Regions from separate parts of the Sus scrofa genome. Here regions 1, 2 and 3 are each linked to region 4. A link is a contact called in public HiChIP or PLAC-seq and promoter capture Hi-C data. All regions are on one chromosome and are shown on one strand. Each heading gives the region's core, a stretch centred on a gene start, on an enhancer-like site or on the middle of the called end of the contact. The rest is flanking DNA. Distances are from core to core; before and after follow the strand shown.

Region 1 (2,688 bases), core at 161-2,660, 210 kb before region 4:
CAGGTTCGATCCCTGGCCTCACTCAGCGGTTAAGGATCCGGCATTGCCCATGAGCTGCGGTGTAGTTTGCAGACACAGCTTGGATCTGGTGTTGCTGTGGCTGAGGTGTAGGCTGGCAGCTGTAGCTCTGATTGGACCCCTAGCCTGGGAACCTCCATATGCCGAAGGTGCAGCCGTAAAAAGAAAAAAAAAAAAAGAAATAACAATGCAGTGATAAAGGAGGACTCTGGATATTCATTATGGGATAAACGGAGCAATATCTTTGAGCTTTTCTGCAGAACTATGGCTCCTGCTCAGTTGAGAATGATGATTTAGGGCTGAGGGCAAGATTCCCGGAGCATCATTCTGCGACCTCACCGCCAACCCATCACAAGAAAGTCACACGCCCCGCAGTCCTTACCCCAAATTTTGCCTATAAAAACGTTCCCCCCTAGAGTTTCCACCGCGATGCAAGGGGGTTGGTGGCGTCTCTGCTGTGCTGGAACGCAGGTGCAACCCCTGACCCGGCTCAGTGGGTTAAGGATCCAGGCTTGCTTCAGCCGTGGCATAGGTCACAGCTATGGCTCGGTTCTGATCCCTGACCCAGGATTTCCACATGCTGCAGGACCGCCAGAAATGAACAAACAGAGAAAAACAAACCAAAAAAACTTCTCCTTCCCAAAACAACGGGGAGTTTGGAGGTTTCTGAGCACAAGCCAGCCCCTCTCCTTTCTTGGTCCTGCAATCAACATTTTCTTTGCGCCAAGTTTAAACTTCATTTTGTTTGGCCTCACTGTGGGTAGGACCCCCTGGAACTTGTGTTCGGTTACAAGAGGGGACCTGAGAGAGAGGTCACAATCCCCAGGCCTGGCAGCTGGGAGGGGCTCAGCACTATTGCTTTCCCTCTCTTTCCTTTCTGTCTTTGAACGGATCACCCCAAGGATGTCAGGTCACACAGTGGGTCTGGAGGCCAAAGCAGGACTGAGGGAGAGGGGGAAGGGGCTGGTCCCTGCGCCCCCAGGGAGGCCCTCCAGAAGCCCCACGTGTGCCCTCGGCGTGACCCTGGTCGGCCTGTCCTACCTGGTCGGTGGCCCAGCTCCATCGGCTCTTGCTCTGGGACAGAGAACTCCAAGCCTAGTCCTGTAGACAGAGAAACACAATCATATCAAACGACACAGACGGTAACAACGAACAAGGGCTGAACGGGGATGCCCATGGCCATCGGCCCAGCCTGATCAGAGGTCCCTCCATGCTGCCTTCAGGGCTCTCTGGCACCCAGGAGCCCCCTGCCCCATCCACCCACCACCCTGGCACTGGGCCTGCCTCCTGGACCTTGGCATTGGGCTGTGCCTTGTCTGGAAAGCCCTGGTCATCTCCATCATCACTGCCTCAAGGCCTTTCTCAAGCAGTCTGGGGGCCCAGGGCTCCTCTTCTTCCTTTGTGATTTTTCTTTTTTCTTTTTAGGGCCATACCAGTGGCATATGGACGTTCCCAGGCCAGGGGTTGAATCGGAACTGCAGCAGCTGCCAGCCTACACCACAGCCGCAGCAGCAATGGATCCGAGCCACATCTGTGACCACAGCTCACAGCAATGCTGGATCCTTAACCCACTGAGCGAGGCTAGGGATCGAACCCATGTCCTCATGGATATTAGTCAGATTCGTTTCTGCTGCACCACAGTGAGAACTCCTGCAGTTGGATTCTTGACCCCCTGGGCCACCATGGAAACTCCTTAAGTGATTTTTAGATTAGTTAATCCAATCTCTTCATTTTATAAATAAAGAACCTGAGCTCCAGAGAGGGAGAGTAATTTGTCTGAGGTCATCCAGCAAATTGGTCTACTGATAAACTCAGAGCTGGTTAAGAACCACAGCCACAGCAACACCAGATCTGAGCCGTGTCTGCAACCTACCCTGCAGCTTGTGGCAATGCTGGCTCCTTAACCCACTGAGTGAGGCCAGGGATCAAACCTGCTTCCTCATGGATACTAGTGGGTTCTTAATGTGCTGAACTACAACTGGGATTGCTTCTTTTTTTTTTTCCTTTTGTCTTTTTACGGCCGCACCTACGGCATATGGAGGTTCCCAGGCTAGGGGTCTAATTGGAGCTATAGCTGCCAGCCTACACCACAGACACAGCAACACCAGATACAAGCTGCATCTTCGACCTACACCACAGCTCCCGGCAACGCCAGATCCTTAACCCACTGAGTGAGGCCAGGGATTGAACCTGTAACCTCATGGTTCCTAGTTGGATTTGTTTCAGCTGCACCACAACAGGAACTCCCAGGATTGCTTCTCAGAGATCCTCTCAATAGAACAATAAGGCCTCTTGGAAGCTTAAGGATGCTGTCCCTTAGCGAGAGCCCCAGTAGAAAAAAGAATGGGACTTTTGTCCTTTTGTCTAGTGGAGTGGACCACTATAAGTTTATTTTCTTTCTTTTATTTTTCTTTTCTTTTCTTTTTTTTTTTTTTTTTTTTTTTGCTTTTTAGGGCTGTACTTGTGGCATATGGAGGTTCCCAGGCTAGGGGTTTAATCAGAGCTACAGCTGTCAGTCTACCCCACAGCCACAGCAATCAGGATCCAAGCCATGCCTGTGACCTACACCACAGCCCAAGGCAACACCAGATCCTTAACCCACTGAGCAAGGCCGGGGATCGACCTGCAACCTCATGCTTACTAGTCGGATTCGTTTCCACTGCACCACAA
Region 2 (2,741 bases), core at 221-2,720, 200 kb before region 4:
ATCAGGAAAGAGACCGGTATGAGGACCGTGGGAGCAGTGGGGTAGGGCCTGGGAGGATGAGCTTTGCCCCGCTGCACTCCCCCGGGGTGTCGTGTTTACAGCAAGCCGGCAGGGCTGCTGGCGTGCGGTGGGGTTAGGGTTGTAGGTTCCCTAAGGAAAGCCTGTTTCCGCGTCTCCTTGCGCCCCCTCCCGCGCAGAAAGAGGTGGGGCGAGAGCTTCTAAGGGAGGGTGTCTGGCCCTACAAGCTGCAATCCTCGCCCTCAAGATCTTGTTTGAAGGTGCCCAGGTTGACGGGAGAAGGCATCCTGGGCTTAAAGCCCCCTTCCTGGGACTGCAGGAGAGTGGCTGCATGGGGACGGTTCGCTGGAGCCCTGCACGCACCCGCGCCTCGCGTCTAGCAAACCTTCCTGCGGCCTCTCAGCAACATGGGCTCGCCCGCCTCCCGAACGCCCCAGTCCAGCCCGGCCCGGTGCCCTCTGCCCCGGTTGGGGCCAGGGTGCTTGGGGCAGACCGCCCCACTCTCCCCACCGGGACCCTCCCCTGGGTGGCAGGTGGTCCGGCCGGCGGCCCAACTCCGGGCGGCCCGGGCGTCTGCTGCCGCCCCACCCCGCCGCACTCACTCGCCCTCGCCGCCGCCCTGGCGCTCGCCCCTGCCCGCTGGAGAAGTTGGCAGGTTCAAACCCGGAGCCCTCAACTCCCCGGCCGGCCCACTCCATTGCGCCTCCACGCAGGGGGGATCGTGCGCCCCTCGCCCAGCTCCGCGCTCCCGCCGCGGCGCCGCGTCCGTCCCCCGGCCACCCGCCCGGCTCGCAGCGCCTCTTAGATGCTCCAGGATCCGCCGCGGGCGGTGGGCGGCGCGGAAGGGGCGTGGGGCAGGGCTCGGCGGCTCGGGCCTCCCCCGCTCCCGCCTGGCCAGTGGAAGGCGCCGGCAGCCCGGGCTCCGAGTGGCCGCAGCAGTGGGCTGTGCCGTTGTCTCCTCCCTTTGGCCGGCAGCAGGTTGGTGACGGGAGGAGGGGACAGCTGCGGGCGCGGGGAGGGGGCGCTCTGCGCCGGGCAATGGCCGAGCCCGGAAGCCAGGATCCCGAGATTCGGGTGACTGCGGGGGCGGCGTGGCGCTTGCCTTTCTTTAGAGGGAGCTCGATCGTCCGGATGCTCAGCCTGGGACGTCCCCCCGCCGCCCCGGGGCCAGAGCAGAGCTGGGGGCTGCAGCCTAGCAGGGAAGGCGCGGCCCTGGCTTCACCCTCAGGATGGCTGTCCGCAGCAGCTGGGGGAGGCCGGCAGAATGGGGTCGGGCTGAGTGGCCGCGGGAGGGGGACCTGTGGAGGATGGTGTCACCTGGTGCCACCAGAGAGGGTAGGAGGGAGGGAGTAGGGCTCATAAAGCCGGAGAAGCCTGGGAGAGGAGGCCAGCTGACCCAGAGGCTCCGGGGAGGACAAACTGGCAAAGAACTTGCTGGAGCGAAAGGAAACTAACATTTGTCAAGGCCTGCTTGGTGAGGAACTCCGCAGGGTGCTCCTCCCCCGGGTGTCACTTCCCACAACAACCCTGCGGGTGTCACTTCCCACAACAGCCCTGCGGAGTAGGTCAGAAACTTAATTTAAACACCAAAGAGAGAGAACCAGCGGGTTGCCCAGGGGCACACGAGGTGAGGCGGAGACCAGGCTATCGTTAATCTTGGATCTTAAGCTCAGGAGGCTAGGGCTGCTTTTTTTTTTTTTTTTTTTTTTTTTTTTTTGTCTTTTTGCCATTTCTTGGGGCGCTCCCGTGGCATATGGAGGTTCTCAGGCTAGGGGTCCAATCGAAGCTATAGCCACCGGTCTACGCCAGAGCCACAGCAACGCCAGATCTTTAACCCACTGAGCGAGGCCAGGGATCGAACCCGCAACCTCATGGTTTCTAGTCGGATTCGTTAACCACAGAGCCACGACGGAACTCCTAGGGCTGCTTTTGTGTATCTTGCTCATCCCGGAAGCCTTATGCTTAAAACAAACAAACAAACAAACAAACAGAACACAAAAAAACAAAAAACCTGCATTTGTATTCAATCTTTACGTAAATTAATGTTTTTAGCATGGGTGTGTTAACTGCTGGAACACCACTGCCCCTGACTTTTTTTCTTTCTTTCTTTTTCTTTTTTTTTTTTTTGGTTTCTTAGCCAAAAAGCAGCATATGGAAGTTCCCAGGCTAGGGGTCTAATTGGAGCTGTGATTTGACCTATGCCACAGCCACAGCAACTCAAGATCCGAGCAGAAGCTGCGACCTACACCACAGCGCATGGCAATGCCAGATCCTTAACCCGCTGATCAAGGCCAGGGGTGGAACCTGCAGCCTCAAGGATACTTGTCAGGTTCCTTAAGGCTGAGCCACAAAGGGAATTCCTGCCCCTGACTTTTGCATATGCTGTTACATGTGCCTGGAATACTTTTCTCATCTCCCTTTTATTTTCTTTCTTTTTTTTTTTCAGCCTTCTGGTGGCATATGAAGTTCCCCTGGCCAGGGATCAGATCCAAGCCACAGTTGCAACCTAAGCTGCAGCTGTGGCCCCAGCGGATCCCTAACCCACTGTGCTGGCCTGGGGATGGAACCTGCCTCCTAGCACTCCCAAGACACCACCGATTCCATTGTGCCACAGTGGGAACTCCTCTCATCCCCCTTTGAAACATTCTTTTCATTCTGAGGCAATTATATTCTCACCAAAAGTGGCAAAAATTGGTCCTTCGCCAGGTCATCCTCTGAGCTTT
Region 3 (2,688 bases), core at 79-2,578, 160 kb before region 4:
TAACCCACTGAGCGAGGCCAGGGATGGAACTTGCAACCTCGTGGTTCCTAGTCGGATTCATTAACCACTGAGCCATGATGGGAACTCCTCTTTTTCTTTTCTTTTCTTTCTTTCTTTCTCTCTTTTTTTTTTTTTTTTTTTTTTTTTTTGGCTTTTTAGGCCCTCGACATATGGAAGTTCCTGGGCTAAGGGTCGAATCGGAACTGCAGCTGCTGGCCTATACCACAGCCACAGCAATGCTGGATCCAAGCCACATCTGTGTCCTGCACCACAAATGTGGCAACGTGGGATCCTTAACCCATTGAGCGAGTCCAGGGATTGAATGCACATCCTCAGGGATACTGTGTGGGGTTCTTAACCCACTGAGCCACAACAGGAACTCCCCAGTAGCAACTATTCTAATTCTCTATTCAGGGAAAACTGAAGTTCAGGGGGGAAGTTGCTCAAGTTCACACTTGAACTTGTGCTTAAGAGAACACAAGTTCCTAGGAGCAGGAGTCTGGTAGCAGTGCCACTTTCCCTGCCAAGGGGAAAGCAGAGCTGGAGGAGTTATAAGCTTTCCCCCAGTGCAGGGCCAGGCTGCCCAGTGTGCGGGGCCAGTGGGTGTGACACTGGCATTGTGACACTGGCATCATGGAGCAAAGTCTCAGGTCCTCCCCCTACTCCAGGACCAGGACTGAAACCATGAGAAGGAAAGGAAATTAAGGAGGAAAGCTTCCCTTCAGCCCTTGGCCCTTCTTCTCATGTCAGCTGTTTGATAACCCATATTGGACAAAAGGAAAATGATGCTGGGAGACCAAAGAGGACGATTGCTGGCTTGGGGTCTCACTCACTCTTCTCCCAGTGACTTGGAACTTGACCGTCACTTCTGGTGAGGGGGTGGGGCTGGAATGGTCGGGGGGGGGAGGGGGTTGGGATTGGCACATGCGCACTGAGGTATGAATGACTGGCCAACCCGTACCTGTGCAGCACAGAAAACTCTACCCAATGTTCTGTGATCATCTATGTGGGAAACGAGTCCGAAAGAGAATAGACGTGTGCATGTCCAACTGAATCACTTTGTTGTACAGCAGAAATTCTCACATTGTAAATCAACTAGACTTCAACGCAACTTTAAAAAAATGACAGAAAAATAACAACTTGACCTTCTCCAGAGTAATTTGGCCAAGGACTTCTTTAAGAGACACCCGCTTGCGGGTCTTCCAGGAAGGGTAAAGGAGGGCAGGACTGGGGAAGGCAGGATCGCGGGGGTCGGGGGACCCTCAGCCGGGGCTCCACCTGCGGGGGGCGGTGCGAACTACAGCTCCCGGCATGCCCTGCGCGCGGTACCTGCCCGCCTCCAGCCGCCTCGCCGGGAGGATGCAGACGCTGGGAAGAGCGATGAGGATGGAGGCCGGCGAGGCAGCGCCGCCGGCGGGGGCGGGCGGCTGGGGCAAGTGGGTGCGGCTCAACGTGGGGGGCACGGTGTTCCTGACCACCCGGCAGACGCTATGCAGGGAGCAGAAGTCCTTCCTCAGCCGCCTGTGCCAGGGGGAAGAGCTGCAGTCCGACCGGGTGAGGCCCACGGGGTGGGCGGCTGTCGGGCTGGGGATCCTTCGCTCGCTGGAATCTGGCTCTCCGGCCTGGCACCCCCTCGGGGCTGGAAACCCGGCCGGGTTTATTTCCAAGAGCTGGAGGCGGGAAGAACTGGCTGGAGCCCGGGAGAAGGAAGTGGATCGGAGAGTGAGGGATGTGCCATTGCCGTGGCAACAGGACAACGCCAGGCTGCGGCCATTTGGAGCTTTTGTGCCCAGGGCTCCCAACCCCGGAGGCTGATGGATGGGGACTCTCACCCTGCTTTGGAACTGGGGGGAGGGACAGACCCCTAGGGCCTTTTCTCCTGCCCAAACCGGACTCCTGCACCACAGAAGGAGTGCAAGGCTACTTCTCCCCGCCGTTTGGGGTGTGGGTGGCCTGGTGTGCCAGGAGCTGGGTGGAGAAACCCCAGGGTGTGTTCTGAGCTGGGCTTCATCTGGGAGGAGCGCTGGCCTGGGGCACCATTTCTGGGTTCCCATCTCGGCTTTAAAACTGCCTGCATGACTCTGGGTCAGATACTTCCCTGCGCCAGGCTCAGCCTCCTGCCTGCAACCCCAGGGGGCTGGTCAGGCAATGACCTCAAAGGCTCCCTCCATCCCATTTCCAGACCCTCTGATGCTATGACCTTGGGCGAGTCCCCTCACCTGATGATGTCTCTGCTTTCTCTCTGTAGAGTTGTGCTGATGCCCGCCCTGCCTCCCTGCAGGCTGAGGGTATCCAATGAGAGAGCGGTTCCTTTGGAAACTTGTAAACATCCCCAGAATGACCGGGGATCTAGTGAAGACAGCTTAGAGCTGGCTTCAGGAAACAGCCTCTAAGAGGGACAATCCCTGAGCCCTACTCTGGGTCGGATGCCACTCAGACCTTACTGGATGCTCACAATGTCCCCTCATTATGGGGGAGAGGAGTAAGGCTCAGAGAGGCCCATTCACTGGCCCAAGGTCACACAGCCAGGAAAAGGCAGAGGCAGGATTTGAACCTAGGTGTGTCTGACCCCAAAGGCTTTTTTCGTTTGCTTGTTTTTCATTTTAGGGCCGCACTCACGGCATATGGAAGGTCCCAGGCTAGGGATCGAATTGGCGCTGCAGCTGCTGGCCTACACCACAGCCACAG
Region 4 (2,712 bases), core at 84-2,583:
CATGTGCAGGGGAGGACACTGAGGATGTGACAATCTGAGGTCCCTGAGATCTGACAGCCGAGGAGCCCCCTCAGCGGAGCCTGGCCCGCATTGATCAGCTCACCCGCCACCCTTCTCTCCTCCTTCCCAGCGGGGCCTCTCTCACCCCTCCCCCCACCTCCTCCCCCACATCCACCCACACCCTCCCCAGCCAGGCAGGCCTGGGGGTGAGAGGCGCTCTTGACTGAGCGTATAGGCACAGGACCAACACTCAGAACATCCCAAGTGACCTGGCATCAAGGGCCTCTTTGCAGACAACAGAGCTGTTCAGAGAGGCATTGTGACTCACCCAAGGCCACACAGCAGTGCAAGCCAGTGACTAGAGCCCAAGCCAGCCTGGGGACCACCCCCTGCCGGCATCCACAGTTAAGACTGAGGGTGCATGGGAGACCTGCCCCAGGTCTCGGGGTGCAGGTGAGGGGCCCCGGGCACACCCGAGTTCAGTCCTGTACCCTCAACCCAGGCAGCTTCCGGGGTGAGGTGGGCAGCGAGGGTGAAGCTCACTGTCCTGAGGTTCCCTCTGGGCCCTGGGAGAAAAAGGGAGTGGTTCCTCCAGCTGCCTCCCAGGGACCCTGGATCTGCAGGGCAGGGGAAGCCGCCTCCCAGGGGCGTGGGGAGGGGGAGGGCCTCAGGGCTCCCCCAGGAGGGAGCTGGGAGCAAGTCCCACCAGGTACCTACCCATCTCCCACCACCACACACTTGATGGCCTGCATGGCGTCTGAGGCCTGGGAGGCGGTGGTGGTGACAGCTGGGGGCGCGGAGCGCTTCTGCAGGCACCGGGGCTGTGGAGAGCCTGGAGGGGGGCCCTGAGCGAGGAGCAGCAGCAGCAGCGGGACAGGAGGCAGGAGGAAGCGGAAGGGGAACTTACCCAAGCTGCTGCCCCCGCGGCCGTTTGCAGAAGGCGGAGCATGCGGTCTGGCAGAACCACCGGAGGGTGGGGTGGCTGTCAGGTGCTGGGCAGAGCCCTACCCTGGGCATCCCTGCTCTGGAGCACCAACCGGAGACCTGGGGACCCTCTCAGCTGGAGGCTTCCTCCCAAGGGCAGGGCCAGAGCTGTTCTTTGAGAACTCGAGGCTTCCAAAGACGTAGCTCACCTCAATTCTAAGCAATAAGCATTTAATGAGCACCTACGGTGTGCCAGGCACTGTACTGGGTGCTGATGAGTCCAGGATGTGAGTGGTACTACAGCAGGTCCCGGTGGAAGATACAGTCCCATCACAGGTGTCCATAAAACGGGGCAGGAAGTGATGGGGCCACGGAAGACTGACAGGGAGGGGACCACAGAATCACACAGAGGGTGAGCTGGCGCTTGCGAAGTGGCGTTCAAGCCAGGACTTGAAAGCTGGTGTCAGAGAGAGGACCGGCCAGAGGGGACAGCCTGGCCAAGCAGCGGGGCCAGTGTGGGACCCCTTGAATGTGGAGGGAGATGGGGGGATGAGGCAGAAAGGGAGGTGGGGATCAGCTGATGGAGAAGGGGAAACAGAAGGCAGCGCCCAGGCCAGCCAGGCCCCGCGCTGGAGGCCCCCCAGGTCTCCGGAATTGTGGCCCATCTTAACAATGCTGAAACAGAGGCTCTGAGAAATCAGTTTGCTGACTAGGAAAGCCCTGCCTGAAATCAACCCCGAGGCTAGGGGCCTCCACATTCTTCCCTCACCCCAGCTGCAGTCTGGACACAGAGCCTGAATTCTGTAGCAGGTGGGGAGGGCGAGGGCGCCCCGTTGGCCTCAGGGAGACTCAGGGTCTGAGCAGCCCTGGACCCTTGCCCCGGGCTCCAAGTTCACCTGCTCTTTCTCTTCGCCGCCACTGCTCTCCACGCCCAGCGCCCTTCCAGCTCCAGGGACAAGGGGCAGGAGGGGATGGGCAGAGCCACCAGTCACCCACCCCAGACTCACGCAGGACAAACTGGGAAACCAGTAGAAGGGTGTGGAGTGCCAGGTGCTGGGCGCCCAGCACCCCTCCCACTCCCTGCCCTGGGGGCACCTGGAGCTGAACCTTCCAGAAGCTTACACACAAGCTACAGCGTTGCTGAAAATGGCTTTTGCAGAAAGGGAAATGCAGTCTCTCCACGGACCTGCGCCAGCACTTGGCCAGCCAATGATTAAAACCTGCCAACAAACATCTGTGCTCTGCACGGGTGGAGCTGAGGCAGTGGAAGGCACTTCGCGGCACCCAGCTGGGGTCAGGGAGGCCAAGTGTCCCCCGATGACCCACCCCGGGTGCCACACAGGCCACACCGAAGGACTTCGTTCTGGCTACTCCCCCAAATCCACATTCTTTTCCCAACCACCACGACCCTACAGGGCAACCTCCGTGTTAATCTAACAAAAACAATGCACTAAGTGTAATGTGGGATCTTGGATTAGATCCTGGAACGAGAAAAAAAATTAGTGGAAAAAGTTACAAAATCCAAAACAAATCTGAAATTAGATATCGGTATTGTACCAAGTGTTAGTTTCGACAAATGCACTGCGGTTATGCAAATGCTGTGAACATAAGGGGAAACTGGGTGAAGGATATTGTGAATTTTCTTACTGTTCCTGCAATTTTGCTAGAAATCTGAAATTATTCCAAAATAAAATGCTTATTAAAGAAAAAAAAAAGAGGCGTCCCCGCTGGGGTGCAGTGGGTTAAGACTCCAACCACAGCAGCTCAGGTCACTACAGAGGGGTGGGT

Evidence for each region. Promoter capture Hi-C pulls out the DNA fragments that hold promoters and counts their contacts. HiChIP or PLAC-seq counts read pairs in DNA pulled down with a chosen protein or histone mark.
Region 1: a promoter capture Hi-C map of liver shows a contact between it and region 4, with 2.3 times the contacts expected there. The contact joins the promoter of TEX33 here to the promoter of RAC2 in region 4.
Region 2: a contact with region 4 is called in an H3K27ac HiChIP or PLAC-seq map of alveolar macrophages. The contact joins the promoter of TST here to the promoter of RAC2 in region 4. A contact is called at or near these places in 1 of 5 promoter capture datasets (liver), 6 of 47 Hi-C or Micro-C datasets (alveolar macrophages, embryonic fibroblasts, heart right ventricle and 1 more) and 1 of 2 datasets of contacts at active chromatin or transcription factors (alveolar macrophages).
Region 3: a contact with region 4 is called in an H3K27ac HiChIP or PLAC-seq map of alveolar macrophages. The contact joins the promoter of KCTD17 here to the promoter of RAC2 in region 4. A contact is called at or near these places in 1 of 47 Hi-C or Micro-C datasets (brain) and 1 of 2 datasets of contacts at active chromatin or transcription factors (alveolar macrophages).

What each region holds. Positions count from the first base shown.
Region 1 is chr5:10,766,778-10,769,465 of Sscrofa11.1, reverse strand. TEX33 (testis-expressed protein 33) reads right to left here and starts at 1,410. Exons shown (of 5, transcript XM_013997541.2): 1 at 1,060-1,410. The coding sequence starts at 1,081.
Region 2 is chr5:10,747,993-10,750,733 of Sscrofa11.1, reverse strand. It overlaps TST (thiosulfate sulfurtransferase), which reads right to left and starts at 1,470. Exons shown (of 3, transcript XM_005663810.2): 1 at 1,121-1,470. MPST (3-mercaptopyruvate sulfurtransferase) reads left to right here and starts at 908. Exons shown (of 3, transcript XM_021091532.1): 1 at 908-996; 2 at 2,465-2,741. It overlaps MIR9819 (microRNA 9819), which reads left to right and starts at 1,124; the gene lies at 1,124-1,221.
Region 3 is chr5:10,717,607-10,720,294 of Sscrofa11.1, reverse strand. KCTD17 (BTB/POZ domain-containing protein KCTD17) reads left to right here and starts at 1,328. Exons shown (of 7, transcript XM_021091530.1): 1 at 1,328-1,554. The coding sequence starts at 1,360.
Region 4 is chr5:10,552,607-10,555,318 of Sscrofa11.1, reverse strand. RAC2 (ras-related C3 botulinum toxin substrate 2) reads right to left here and starts at 1,333. Exons shown (of 7, transcript XM_013997536.2): 1 at 908-1,333. The coding sequence starts at 1,017.